Linked DNA regions of Mus musculus: region 1 is linked to region 2. A link is a contact called in public Hi-C data. All regions are on one chromosome and are shown on one strand. Each heading gives the region's core, a stretch centred on a gene start, on an enhancer-like site or on the middle of the called end of the contact. The rest is flanking DNA. Distances are from core to core; before and after follow the strand shown. Region 1 overlaps Ppp3ca (protein phosphatase 3, catalytic subunit, alpha isoform). Region 2 overlaps Slc39a8 (solute carrier family 39 (metal ion transporter), member 8).

Region 1 (7,274 bases), core at 1,249-3,748, 890 kb after region 2:
TCGTGTGTAGCGATCTGCAGGTAATGGCGTGAAATGTCTTTCCCTTGGAGCTTCCTCTTCATCCCTTTGCAACTAAGAATTTCGCTTATGAAGCTGTGGCATTCTTAGACTAGATACTCTTTCTTGGTCTGGATGTTCAGTACCTTTTCTGTTGGTCAGCTCAGGAAGTTGTTAATGCAGAGTTCTGAGTTGTCCCCTCTTGGGTGGAGATTGCCTTGCTCAGCCCCTTTACTGCTCCTGTGGAGCCTTAGTGATGCAGCTTTGGATGGATCACATTTCAGCTTTATAATTTTGCTAAGTGGCATTTTTTGTTGTTGTTGTTACAGTCTATTAGAGTGCATGGCACTAAGTATTTTAGACTGGATTCCGAATACAAGGATTCTCTTTGTGAAAATTGCATAAGCTTCATCTAATTAGGAATTTACAAAACATAAAAATAACTGAAGTGAGTTTGTTTCGGTTAGAAGTAACATTGGCGTTGGAATGGTGACCAAACTTTACTCCCAAGCATTCAGAGCTGAGCCTTCATTTCCTTTCCTATAGTTTGCCATTCTCTGCCAGGGAAAAGAAAAATTGCTTAAACCATAGCTAATTAAGAAAACATTATTTTGCTTAATAGATGGCTGGGAGGTAAAGGGTGGAGAAGAAAATATGGGAAAACATTTTTGATTCCTTTTCAAGAATTAACAATGAAGGATTTTTGAGAAAGAAATATAATGAATAAAAATCAGTCTGTTATTAACAGGGTGTGAAGTGTGTATATATATATGTGTGTGTATACATATATGTATATATATACACACATATATGCATGTATATACATATATATGCATATATGTGTGTATATATGTATGTATTTCTTCCCTCTCTCTGTCTTTCTCTGCGAGCACACATGCGTGTGTTTGTGGGTGTGTATGTGTGTATGCACACGCTCACACACATGTCCTCAAACTCATGTGCATTGCATTTCTGAGTGCAGGAGCACATGAATCAAGCTGTGATCATATAGTCAGAAGACACCTCAGGTGTCAGTCTTTCCTGCCAAAATGACTGAGGCTGAGTCTCCTGGTTGCTACTTCCTGTGTATGCTACACTAGCTGGCTAGTGACCTTGTGTTCTTCTGTCTTCTCCTGTCTTCTCCCAGGGCTACTGAGATTAGAGACACATGTTACTGTAGTCAACTTTTATATGGGTTTTGGGGAATTCATTTCAGTTACTCATGATAACACTACAAACCCTTAAGCTACTTACGGTACCTCCTCAGCCATTATTTCTGCATATTCACATTTCTCAAGTCAATATTCTTTTAGAGTTTGATTATGTTTTTCTCATTTACTTAAATATTTTTGTTTTGTTTTGTTTTTTGTTTTTGTTTTTGGAAACTGTTCAGACACAAATTCTCTTTCTGGCTTGAGAACTGATAAATGTAACCGCACAGTTCTTTGAGGCTGTTTATACTGTTAGCTGAAGACATTATTATTTCTATATCACATTTGGTTAAATGACTTCCTATCTGTCAGCCTCACCTCACTCAAATCAACACCAGGAAAAACAGTATGGTTGAAGATGGGCATGTGTCCACTCAGGGTGTCGCCAGTGTCAATCTTTGGGTTTCTGTGTTATTAGAGCTTATCAGATGAAACTTTTGTAGCTTTAGACTTGTTCTCTACTTTTGTTTCGTTTTGCTTTTACAAAGGGATCTTACAGGTGATTTTAGTAGTGAGTCCTGCCAGTGAACCTTTGGAAAGTGACATCCCAGAATGCAGCAGTCCAAGAACAAGAGGCAGCACTCATAACCTTGTATCACCTTGCTATGGCGGTGTAGGATTCTTCAGTTTGACTTCAAGTTCTGTTTACCTAAACAGTTAGGACAGGGACAAGATCTCCCCCTCAACCCTCAGGGTCCAAGTCTCTGCCTGAGTGCAGGACACCTCTGGATATTGACCTGTGATGATTCTTGATAGGGTTACTTTCGAATTACAGCACAGGTTAACACCACTTTTTTTTTTCTTTTTTTCTTTTTTTTTTTCTTTTTGGTCTCCATTTGGTCTCATTTTATCAGCAATCATAATTGATAGCTAGTAGCAACCATTTTCATGAGCACTTAATGTATGCCAGGTGTTTTAAGATGATACATGATATGCATTCTTGTTCAGTTGTCACAAGATCTTTATGCTATCATACTCCCTATTTTGCAGATAAGGAAAGTTTTGCAATTCAGATGAATTATATATCTACAAGGAGATTAGAACTCCAGTTCTGGGTGTCTTGGAACCATAAGAGAAACATTCTTATGTAGCCCAGTCTTCTTAATACAAGACCCTAAAATTTAGAGGAAATCTTTTACTGGTGAGAAGGCCCCTGTAATTAATGGAACTCTAAGGCGACTGACTGATGATCTTTGCTTTCTCTAGTTTGGATGTAGATGTTGGCCTGGTCCCCTGAGCACAGATGGAGAATGCAGGAAAGACAGGATGGGGCTTGTGGCTCATTATCAAGGTCAAAATCCAAAGGTATTCTTTCCATTGCTTTTGGATTTTCTTCGTTTTGAGTTAACCTTGGAGAGATTCATGCAACTACCTCTGACTGCCTTCTGTTTACTGGCAGCGTGTGGGTTTTTCAACTCATGCCTGGAGGTTATGTCCTGGATCAACAGGAGTTGAGTGACCTTACATGTAATATAAATTCATTTTCTTAAGCTATGAAATATTGAACATTGCTACTTTTCATGTGAAAACATTGCACAAATATAAAGCATGCATGAACATTTTCCTAATGGCGAATGGTACTGAAGTTGGAAATCTTGTCATCGTAAAGTGGGCTTTGATCCTCCTGCCCATCTGCAGCAGCACTAAGTTAGGACAGCAAATTAGTGTGAAGAAAAATCAAAGATTAAGTATTTATATTATGTGATATTAAGTTGTTACGGTTTTAAAGATTCCACATACTACTCTATACCTTCAGACCATATTAACTTAAATCAGTATAGCATGGCTGCCATCATTTTCTGCTAAATAGGCAACATTTATTGTATACAGTAAGTGATGTTATGGTTTTTTAGTGTGTGTGTGTTAAGGGAATCAAACCCAGCATCTCACATATGCCAAGCAAGTGTTCTATCATTAAGCCAAATCCCTATTTACTGCATGACAATGTAGTATGTGGGTGAATATGCAGAAATGGGAAATGAGCAGACTTTTTAAACTGCTTTAAATTGATAGACAAATACATCATATTAGTTTAACAAACTAGTATGTTGGTGATTTCGTGAAAATTCTCAGATCAGTTTTTCTGATCCTAGTACTAAATATTCACGATAACATGAACTAGCATTTTTGTCAATATAGTTGGTTAATTTGTATGTAATAGAATTTCTTAAAACACACTGTAAATGGGTATAATTTAGACTGACTTTTATGAGAATAAATTTGGGAAATTTGACCATATTTATCTCCTTCCAACATAGTCCTAAGATGCACTTCATCTCTGCAAATTTCTTTAAAAACATGCTACAGTTAATAAACATGCTACTCATGTTTAACACATGTTATTGAATGCATTCTTCTAGAACATTTTTTTGTTTATTCATATCATGTTTTTATATTTTAAAAGTGGATTAGCACTGTAGTCGAGAAATTTGTGTCTTTATGTAAAATCTGGCCTTTTTGGAAGGTTCAACACTCATCAGTCAATTTTGTTCTCTCTCCTCTCTAGCGCTCCTTCTCCCACCCAGGGTGTGTGTGTGTGTGTGTGTGTGTGTGTGTGTGTGTGTGTGTGTGCGCATGCACACGCATTCTGCCTTGGAGCACTCCTTTGAGGTCACAATACACACAGCATGATTTTCTTATTTGCTAATGAAGATGGATAATAATATTGATTAGCCACAATTAGGAATCATTTTTAGCGCTGGTTGCTAAAGACACATTCTTTGCTTTAAAGCAGTTTGATGGTACAAAAATTTATACAATGCTTAAGTCTTATTGAGATGTAAATGTGCCAAGTGTCATGAGAACTTTTAAGCAAACAATAAACTTCTGGCATCCAGAGCAAATGGAACTGGTGGGAATTCACTGAAGCACAAGCAAAACAAATACTAGAAAGCCTATGTCCTTAAAGTCAAGCCCATTCTTTATACCAAGTGCTCACTGAGCACTTGTTTCAAGTCTGCCTTCATGGCATCCTTTCACCATCTCTGGAAAAATAGAATTCCATTTCCCCTTCACAGGTTGTGGAAACAGGTTTCATAAGGGTTTTCTCAAGGACACAGGCTTAGCCAGCCAAAATGGGAGAGCAGCAATTACATAATTCAGAAATAATAACCACTATACCTCACTGCATTTAGAGCTTGGATTCTGCTCCATATTGCTCAAAATTGTCAACAACAGGTTGCCTAAAAAGCTTTTAAGGAATAAGTCTAAGAGAGATGCACTTTAACAGAATTACAGGCCAGTGTGTGAGGTAGCAGCTAGCAGAGACAGAACGTACTGGATCTGCAGTAGACACCAGGCCAGGTGGAACCATTCTGAAGGACCCACTTACCCATCAAATCACAAAAGAAAACAAAACGTTGGTATCGTTTGCAAGCCGAGTAACAAACCCGTTATTGATTATGATATGTAACATCCTATGTGTTGCTTTTCTCGACTCGGTGCCAGCACTTAGGAAAATAAGCGCCAAGTTAACTGTTGATGGAGAGAACTGCATGCTGGGTAGATGCTGTTGCCTTTAGAGAATCTCACCACGAAGTGGGAGAGGCGTGAGACAATCATCCGCAAACGATCTGGAAAGTTCTGTGCCCGCCACTGTGGAAGGAGCAGTGAAGTCTGATAAAGGAAAGGACATTTTTTTGAGGAAAGCTGGAAGCTAAGAATGATCTTCAGGCCACTCTTAAGTCCCAGTTGACCTACATCTACGCCACATTAGTTGTAAAGAGGTGGCAGAGCAGGAGTTCAGAGCTCATCATCTGAAACGGTGATCGCTCTGGAAGTCCTTCCTTTCTCTTACTGCCTATGCAAACTTGCAAACATCACTTCATCTCATATGTAAGAAAAGTAGAAAAGTGGTACCTATCCCTCATGCTCACAATCTGCCATTGAAATAACACATATGAAGCATCTCGACTGTATCCTTGATGTCATCGATTACTGCTATATTAGCTTGGCAGTATTGTTGTTGTTCCTACCTCTTACTCTCTTTGATTCTTATTTTGTTTTTGCAGTTACAAACTTGAGGGATCAAATTCAATGATCCTTAGGGATACAATCAAGGGTATGCATATTAAAACAGTTTGGGGCTTGTGTTTGTGGAGAGTCTTGAGTGGGTATGAGAGATAGGCAAACTGATGGATTTATCAATTGCTTTTTGTTTCAAAAAGAAAAACAAAAACCATATCAAACACAAATTAAATGACAATAACAATGGCACAAACTAGAGTGAAAGGCTATTTTGTTGAACATTTGGTAATTTAAGTATGTGAGATATTTATATGGAAAGGCAACTTATTTTTAGACATGACATTTGAATAGGGATGCTTTTGCAGTCACGTGATAAGGGACATAAGCAAGGCATTGACTAGTTATGAGAAATCCACATGAAGAATTACTATGCAAATTATGGCCCAAGCATTTTGCAAATATTGATTTGTTTAATGATCAGTCTACAGAAAGAAAACCGTATGTACCCCAGAACAGTTCCACTGTTTGAAGTAGTGCAGTTTCCGTACGTAATCTGAATTCTGAGTTCCTGTTCATAGCCCTTCACATACTTTCAAGAGCTTGAAGAAATGTCTGTGACTCCATGGACTCACTGGAACACTGAGTGCCTGCGGCAGCCCAACCTTAGGCTACGAGTGTAGGGTTGATCATGTGGAGGTAAACCTGGGATGGGAAGCAGAGATGTGGCCATTATTGAAATAATCTAGACAAGTGTATAATTGAGGAACCAGTCTAGTTGGTTGCTATGGTGATGGTGAGCCAAGTCTGGTGGAGTGAACTTAAAGTTCTCCAGGTCATGGACTCTTAAGAATCTCTTAAGAGATCTTCCCCCCTCCCACCCCCCAATTTGTACAGACTAAGAAATCATAGTGAAAACCAACACCCTCCAAGTCTTTCATTGACTGGATACTTCAAACAATTTGCTGTTTTTTTTTTTTAATATTTTAGAATGTTTACAATTTTTTTCAAAGGAAGTATATAGTTTTGCTTTGTGCTCCATGTGTAATCTTGGAGTAATCATATTTTAAAATATTTCATGTTTCTAGATACCGATTTTTAGTAACTTTCATGAAATGAATCATAGATGATTTTTGTTGGCTCCTGACTTTTCTATCCCAAGTATTTCAACACATGCATAAACAATAACAGTGAAATTGTTTATATATTTCTTCCTTTGTTGCTTATGAACAAAAAGTGGCCCGAGACTTTGTGGCTAATTAATGGTGTCCATAGTAGGCACCTCACTCCGTGTTTCAACATGAATACTCATTATTTGAATTCATTATGTTTCGATGGAAAAGTTATTTACCAGAAGAGTGAAAGACAGCAGCTCTATTATCAAATGCATCTCCATGACCTGTAAATAATCAGCTCCAGGTCTCTGCCTCTGCTTCTGGGACACACGTTTTTTTCTATCTCATGGGCAGGAAAACCCTCGGGGTAATTAGCATCTGGTGGGAGTTTAGAAGATGTTGGGTGACTGGTTATTGTTTTGTTTATCATTTCGTGAAAGAGTAATAATTGGGTCCCCCTTGACCATGTGGCGAGGCAATATAACCAATACCTATGAGGGTATTGTAAGTCTGCTAAAAGTCTCTAGTAAAAGTCACATGCTAGGGAGGATTCTGCCTGAAACACACACACACACACACACACACACACACACACACACACACCCCTACACCTTCATGTAAGTAAGCTAAACTCTGATTTCTTGTAGTGTCAAGTCATAATAATTTTGTAGTTTTAAAATTCTGTTTGTATCCCCAGAATGGACAGTTGAAATCTCTGTAGTGTATGTATAAATTATTTCCAGGTGATAGTGAATATCATGAAGGATTACGATGTATCAACCCACTTGGAAGAAACGATAATTGTATTTTCTGTCAATTTTGTCTTTTCATGGAAATCATCTTTTAGTTTTACACTCAGATGCATTTTGTTTGATAGATTGTGAGACCTTTCTTCTTTCAATATTTAAGGAATGACTGTACTCTACATACTTAAAATATATACACTCGAGTCGCTCTAGAGTTGGCTCAGTGAAGAGCGCTGGCTGCT
Region 2 (6,683 bases), core at 1,597-4,096:
ATAACTTGGTAGACGAAATACTTTTTTTATTCAAAGTGATTCACACTGAAAACTTTTGAAGTTAAGCTAAAATATTACACTAAATTAAGTAGAAATTAATATTGGACAATAAATATATATTTGAGTCAGTATTATTTATGTCTGTAGGTTGTGTGTGTGTGTGTGTGTGTGTGTGTGTGTGTGTGTAGAGAAAAATACCCTGTGTGTTTTCAAGCATACCTTGGACAGATTTCTAGAGAATGAAGTGTCAGAGTATAAAAAAGAGTATTTGGGTTATATTTAGAAATTAATGTATTACGTATAATTTAATAACATCTTTCCTTTGGATTACAAGCTCCAAACTGTAAGTGTCTGGCCCAGTTTGCTGTTCATCAAAGACCCTTAAAAAAGGCAGGATTTAGCTCTTAGACCCCCACAGTACTTACATTTTTCTGCCCAGAATTACCTTGCACATTGTCTTTATTCCAGATGGCCATTTCTTCCCATGACACAAAAAAGTTCTATCAAAGTTGGTACCTTTATGGAAGCGATACAGGTGATGTCCTATGTGACATAGTAGTTTCCTCATGTTAGAGATGTCACCAACTTTTTCCCTGTAAGAACTTCACGCCAGTTCTCTGACCTGCCTCTGGAGTCTGAAGATCCCTGGCATGGCTGCATCCAGGGTACCACAGCATTTATAACACATCATGCAATTTGTGTTTCTAAAACAGGACATACATGTCCCCTTGTGTAACCTTTGCAGTGGATGCTGTGGCTGAGAATGAACATTTATTTATTTACTAAAAACACCTAGGATTTTTATCTGTTTTCACTATAATGAAAGTATTATAATCTTCAACACTGGACCAATACACAATTTATTAAAAAATCTTGTCGCTCTGGGAGGAAAGAGCAAGCACAATGGAGAAACCAGAACAGTAAAGAAAGCTACTTCAAAGAACAGGTTCAGTCAGTTACACAAATGTTTTTCCCCTCCAGTCAGCCCGGAAAAATTATGAGATGGGCGGGGAAGCGGTTTCCATAAGTGTTTCTCTCCAGAGGAGCAAAGTCAGAATTTAAGCAAACAAAAATGTCACCATCTAACAAGAAAAAAACCCAACACTTCACCAACTCTGTGGTGGCACAAGGCAGGGTGATTATTAAGTCCAAGATCGTCATTAGTTACATAGTGACATAGTGACATAGTAGGGCAGCCTGGGCTAAGCAAGAAACAACAAAGTAAAACATGGCATACTTAAAAATACTATGAGATAAGAGGAACAATAGCATATCTAATGGGGATGAAGCAGAATATAGTATAGTATAGTATAGTATAGTATAGTATAGTAAGGGCTAACGGAAGTAAACAGAAATGCGTGCCTGAGGGTGAAACCCACCGGGTTGAATTCCTTAAAATTTGAGGTGTAGACAGCTGTATATGGGAAGAGAGTTGAGGAGAGAACGCATCAAGCCAGGTACATTCTATCTGGCTGTGTGACCTTTCGATAGTTTTACCGTGGATGCCGCAGAATACTAGGATTCCTCAATACCTGAAGCAAAACATTGATTGGTACGATCCAGTCCCAAATGAAAGAAATGCTCAGCTCCTGTGCAGAAACCCCAGACGAGCATTTCAGGATTCACCACAAGATGGCGACAGCCATTTAATAATGTGTCTTCTAGTTTCCAGAGATGAACGACATGCTGAGAGAAAAAGTAACTGGAAGACAAACGGATTTCACCTTCTTCATGATCCAGAATGCAGGGATGTTAACCGGCTTCACTGCCATCCTGCTCATCACCTTGTACGCAGGAGACATCGAATTGCAGTAGCCGGAAGTGGAGTATAACGTCAACGCGGGAAGGCATTTAATAACAACACAGAAACATCTCCATAGGGATTTTTGTTTTTTTAAAAGTATATCCTATTTAGTTAAAAGAGATTTTTTTTTTATTATTTTCAACTAAAGGCTAAGGAATCTAATGACTGGTTTCAGATATGTAGAATAGGTGAAATTTGTTGTTAAAATTTTTCCTTAAAAGGTTTTCGGTTTCAGACTGCAAAGGCTGGTGTATGGGGCCTTTGGTAAATACCTGGTTTTCAATATTTTATGCATATTAGAAAATTATCATGAAGCAAACACGTGCATTCACAAGCAGACATACAGATCCAGAGAAAAACACAATCTGGGTCATGTAAGGTTTCAGAACTTGCTTGGGTAAACAACAACAACAACAACAACAACAACAACAACAACAAAAACCTCAAGCGTTTTCAGAGTGGTTTTCTTCCAATTAATGTGTTTGACTGCTTTTAAAGGCAGGTGCATCAAATGAGGAAGAAAATCAAGACAGACAGCTCCAGTGCATGCAGGACCGATCCCAGTGCCTTAACGAACCCCAGAAAGATAGCGCACAGCGTTTGTTCAGCTTTATGTCTCAGTTGGCGACCTGTAGGATTGTTTTGAAAGCTAATACAAAGTAACATGAATTAGGAAAGGATGAAAGGCTTGCTAGCCCAGCAAGGCTTGGGCTCAGGGCTTGGTCCCTGAGTTATAAGCTTGAACACACCCTGCAGAAGACCAGAATTGCTTTGCTATGATTTATGCTGTGGTTCCAGCCAACAGAAATGCCTGAGGAGTATGCGAGACTGGTTAGAACTCAGTCTTGCCATGCTCTGGGATTGCTTTGTCATGGTGGAGAATATGTTGGGTGGGAGAGAGAAATTGAATGTAATTGTGAGCAATTTACTTTTTAAAAGATGAGCATAATTATTTAGCAGGGGGAATTTCAATAAATGCAAAAATCACAGCTGGGCTGGGCTGTGTCAGAGACTGATGGTGGAGGAGGCATGTGCTCATTAGGGGTGATTGACAGTCAGCAGAGACGGCTTCTTTTATGTGCAGTGTGCTTTGTTCCCATATGGTATACCGTTGGATGGAAAACCTCAGCATACTCTTTCTACCTTTCGTAAAACACACAGCTCACTGAGTGTTTGAGCACGTTGTAGACGATCAGTCTGAATTGAACATCCTAATTTCAATTCACACTCCCAAGTAACTTAAAAAAAAGATGATTTGACAGTGATGAGAATTAGTAATAGAAGCCAAGTTATCTCAGGAATTATGTTTTCCTATAAGCCCAAACACATTTTCATGTAATAACAGTGCAGATTTGATAAACTTTAACATATATGTTTATGTGTATTCTCACTTTATGACTGACAATTAAAAAATATTATTTGACCAAACAGTAAAAGCTTTTGAAACCATGTACCGTGTCAGTTATTTTTCTCTTAATATGTCTTTATTTTGAGTGACATCATGTGGCTGGTGTTATGAGAAGAGAGGCAAGTAGAGAACTGATGTTGTATTATTTTAAAAATATCTAGCAAAAAAATCCTACAAAGACTAATTTTTCATTTCAATAAACACAATCTATATTAGTATAACCTTTCGTTTCAGTGCTTAACAATCCTTGCTTTTTAAAAGTATATGCTGTGGGCTGGAGATATGGCTCAGTGGTTAAGAGCACAGACTGCTCTTCCAGAGGTCCTGAGTTCAATTCCCAGTAACTACATGGTGGCTCACATTCATCTGTAATAGGATCTGATGTCTTCTTCTGGTGTGTCTAAAGACAGCTATAGTACATTCATATATATATAAAACATTAAAAAGTACAGATTGTATGTATTTTTAATGAAATGACTTATGGAAGAATATTTTGAAAAGATAGTTTAGTGATTCTCAGTGTACATGCAGATTGACTCTTTGGCCTGCTTTTTGTGGGTCTGGCTCTCCATCCTTTCCCTTTACCATGGAGAATGAAGGACTTTGGGTGACGATGACTTAAAGACAAGAGGCAATTGTTTGTTGGAGGCAGAAGGAAAGTCGGGATGGCATTTACTTTATCCTGATTAACTTTCTTCAAGTGAGCATAATCCTGCCAACATACTTCCTATGGAGCATTTGCCATATAATCTTAGTTTTTTGAAGAAAAAAGGATTTATTTCATTTTGAAGATTACAAACCATCACTGAGGGAAGTTAGAACTGGTACTCAGGTAGGAACTCAAACAAAACACGTGGAGGGACATCGCTTACTTTCTCTTTTCCTGGCTTGTTTGGCTCACTTTGGTAGCAGCTCTCTAGTTAGACTTGTTTACTCAGCAAGATGGAAATCATGCCTACTATGGCAAACTTAGCTAGCCACTGAGTAGTGGATATTGGAGGAGAACCTACAACCACCATTTTATTAAGACAGCATAATCATTAGATTTTAGAGATGCTACCAGAATAAATAAAAAATACTGTATATTACTCATTGCTAAACTTTAAAGAATATGTATTAATTCCTGGCACTTATTGGGTACTGTAGAAGATCCTGTTACCATGGTAATGCTGTGTCACAAAGCACCTTAGGAAACTGAAGCTCACAAAGTGGGTGAGCTTCCACTAGAGGTGCTGATGGGTAGCCAGCTGATAGAGCCATGGTACTAGGGTGTGGCTCCCATTGTGGCTGGAACTGCAAATTCATGTGGAAGAGATAATAGATGCCTAAGTCCACTTATGGGTAAAGTGTAAACAGGTTCAATCAGTCTTAAGCAGTTTTTATAAAGTATCTGTTATTTTTCCTGAATGAAGATACCTGACATTAATGATAATTCATCAAAAGTCTCTAGAGGTATCTCCCTCTTCTAATATCTAAATAATAACCAAAATCTGTTTAATGAAAATAGTTCCTTTCCTTTACCTGTACAAGTTGGGATGTGTGGCTGTGTCATGGCTCAGAGCTAGTGAGGATAACTCAGGTTTACTTAGCTGCCAGTTGCTCATCTGTCCTGGTTTCTTGCCGCAGCAGCAGTGGAATGTAGCCAATGTGTGAGCTCAGTGTTGGGCATCTCTGGAGGCTATGTATGGTCATAATGATTTCTAGATGTTCAGCGAGACTCTAGGCACTATTGGGCATTTCTGGTTTCCTACATTTAAATGGCCTGCTTCTCCTAACTCTTCTCAGCATTATCTTCCTTTAGGTCTCCTTTTGATTTTAGCAGGAAGTTACCATGATTTCCAGACAATTTCTGTGTTAGGAAAGATCTGTTGCCGTACAAGAGATTCTCAAATGATCCTCTTGGCTACGATACCACAGATCATTCTTAATGGATACTTGGTTTTCTTTCTACACCACTGGTCGCAATTCCCGTGGTTGGTTTTCTGTCAGCTTCCTTTCCATGTTAAGGATGCGCAAAGCATGTTCTCATGTCCATTCGGTTTCCTAGTTGAAAACTCTAAATTTCTCTGTGCCTTCAGAACCAGAGACTCTGCTAATAAAATTAAAGTGAAAGAAACTGGATAAACTAGAAACTCCAAATATCATTCTGTTAATTACAAGGCATATTCCCTCCCACCACATTTTAATAGTTTCTAATGGCGTCTACAGGTGAGAAGAACATGATATTATGAAGGTGGCTCTTAGATGTTGTAAGAAAATGGTCGAATCTCCATGATGAGGGTTTGATGTATAAGAACTAAGAGGTCTTCTCTTAGTTTGATAGAAGAGCTGTGAGCTGCAACATGGGGCCCATGGGGCCCAATAGCTCTAGGAACCGAGTCTATTACTATTTGTCTACTGTGCTGACAAATGAAAGTCTCAGATAGACTGTGGCTCTCACTTCCAAGATGCTTCATATCTTAAGATGTCTCCTGGAGATCTGGCTTTGAACTCTTAACTCCACATAGCAGGAAGGAGGACTGGATAGGAAGGCAAAAGTTCACACTTGTTTCTTTAGTCACTCCTTTCTGAACAATATTTTACAAGTAAGATCCAACCATACCCACTTCTATCCACTGACCAGAATGAGTCACATGTATATACCAGTCAAAAAGAGAAACTAGGCAATTCTGCATTCAGTTGGATGCACTTCTATGAGAAAAAAAAATCAAGATTTTGTCATTAGGAAAAGTAAAGAATGACTGTGTGTGATTGGCCATCCTTCTGCTCTGTGTGTGATTGGCTCTAAACAGTTTGCATGCATTCTGCTGGTTCTGAGTGTGTGGATGGGTCAGAGGTTAATGTTCGTCGTCTTCCTCAGTCCTCTCCAAACCCACTGTTTTGGAGACAAGAGTCTCTCACTAAACCCGGAGCTCACCAACTCAGCTAGACTGGCCAGCGATCCCCAGAGATTCTCTGTCTTTGCCTCTCTAGCTCTGAGATTGCAGCCATGGGCCTCTCTGCTTGGCTTTTCCTGTGGTTGCTGGGACCTGACCTCAGGCACACATGTTTATACAGTAAGCACTTCACTTACACGGGCACTCCAGCCCATGATCAGGATTACAGCTCTTTCCTTCTTTTTATTAGCATGTATTAACGATGTAGAACAATTAGTTTCATTTTGTCATTTTTCACACACATGCACAGTGTATTTTGACCTTTGCGCTCTCTCTCTCTCTCTCTCTCTCTCTCTCTCTCTCTCTCTCTCTCTGTCGCGCGCGCGCGCGCGCGCACACACACACACACACACACACACACACACACACACAGAGTACTCTGATTGTGTCCCCCATTATTCCCTTCTCACTGCTGCTGATCCCAGGTATTTCCTTTCCAACTTCTTCCTCGACTTTCGCACCTTATTTTTTTGGTGACCCAATGAGTTTAATTCGTGTTGCCCTTAGGAGCGTGGGAGAGGACTTAGTTACAGAA

What was found. A called contact is a pair of places that touch in the nucleus more often than the background predicts.
Region 1: a Hi-C map of cerebellar granule neurons shows a contact between it and region 2, with 3 times the contacts expected there. The contact joins two enhancer-like sites. A contact is called at or near these places in 1 of 15 datasets of contacts at CTCF or cohesin (large pre-B cells), 2 of 484 Hi-C or Micro-C datasets (cerebellar granule neurons and cerebellum), 1 of 115 datasets of contacts at active chromatin or transcription factors (embryonic basal ganglia) and 1 of 9 other capture datasets (embryonic stem cells).

The regions. Positions count from the first base shown.
Region 1 is chr3:136,778,048-136,785,321 of GRCm38.p6, forward strand. The region is part of intron 1 of Ppp3ca (protein phosphatase 3, catalytic subunit, alpha isoform); the gene reads left to right. Among named protein-coding and RNA genes, the nearest start is that of Ppp3ca, 110 kb to the left of the region's middle. Within about 2 kb of position 2,499, at least 4 of the 459 cell types and tissues checked have an H3K27ac peak or open chromatin away from gene starts, as enhancers often do. A contact at or near this core is called in cerebellar granule neurons, where this site is marked.
Region 2 is chr3:135,885,140-135,891,822 of GRCm38.p6, forward strand. Slc39a8 (solute carrier family 39 (metal ion transporter), member 8) reads left to right here. Exons shown (of 9, transcript NM_001135149.1): 9 at 1,666-3,433. The coding sequence ends at 1,815. Among named protein-coding and RNA genes, the nearest start is that of Gm31243, 13 kb to the right of the region's middle. Within about 2 kb of position 2,847, at least 34 of the 459 cell types and tissues checked have an H3K27ac peak or open chromatin away from gene starts, as enhancers often do. A contact at or near this core is called in cerebellar granule neurons, where this site is marked.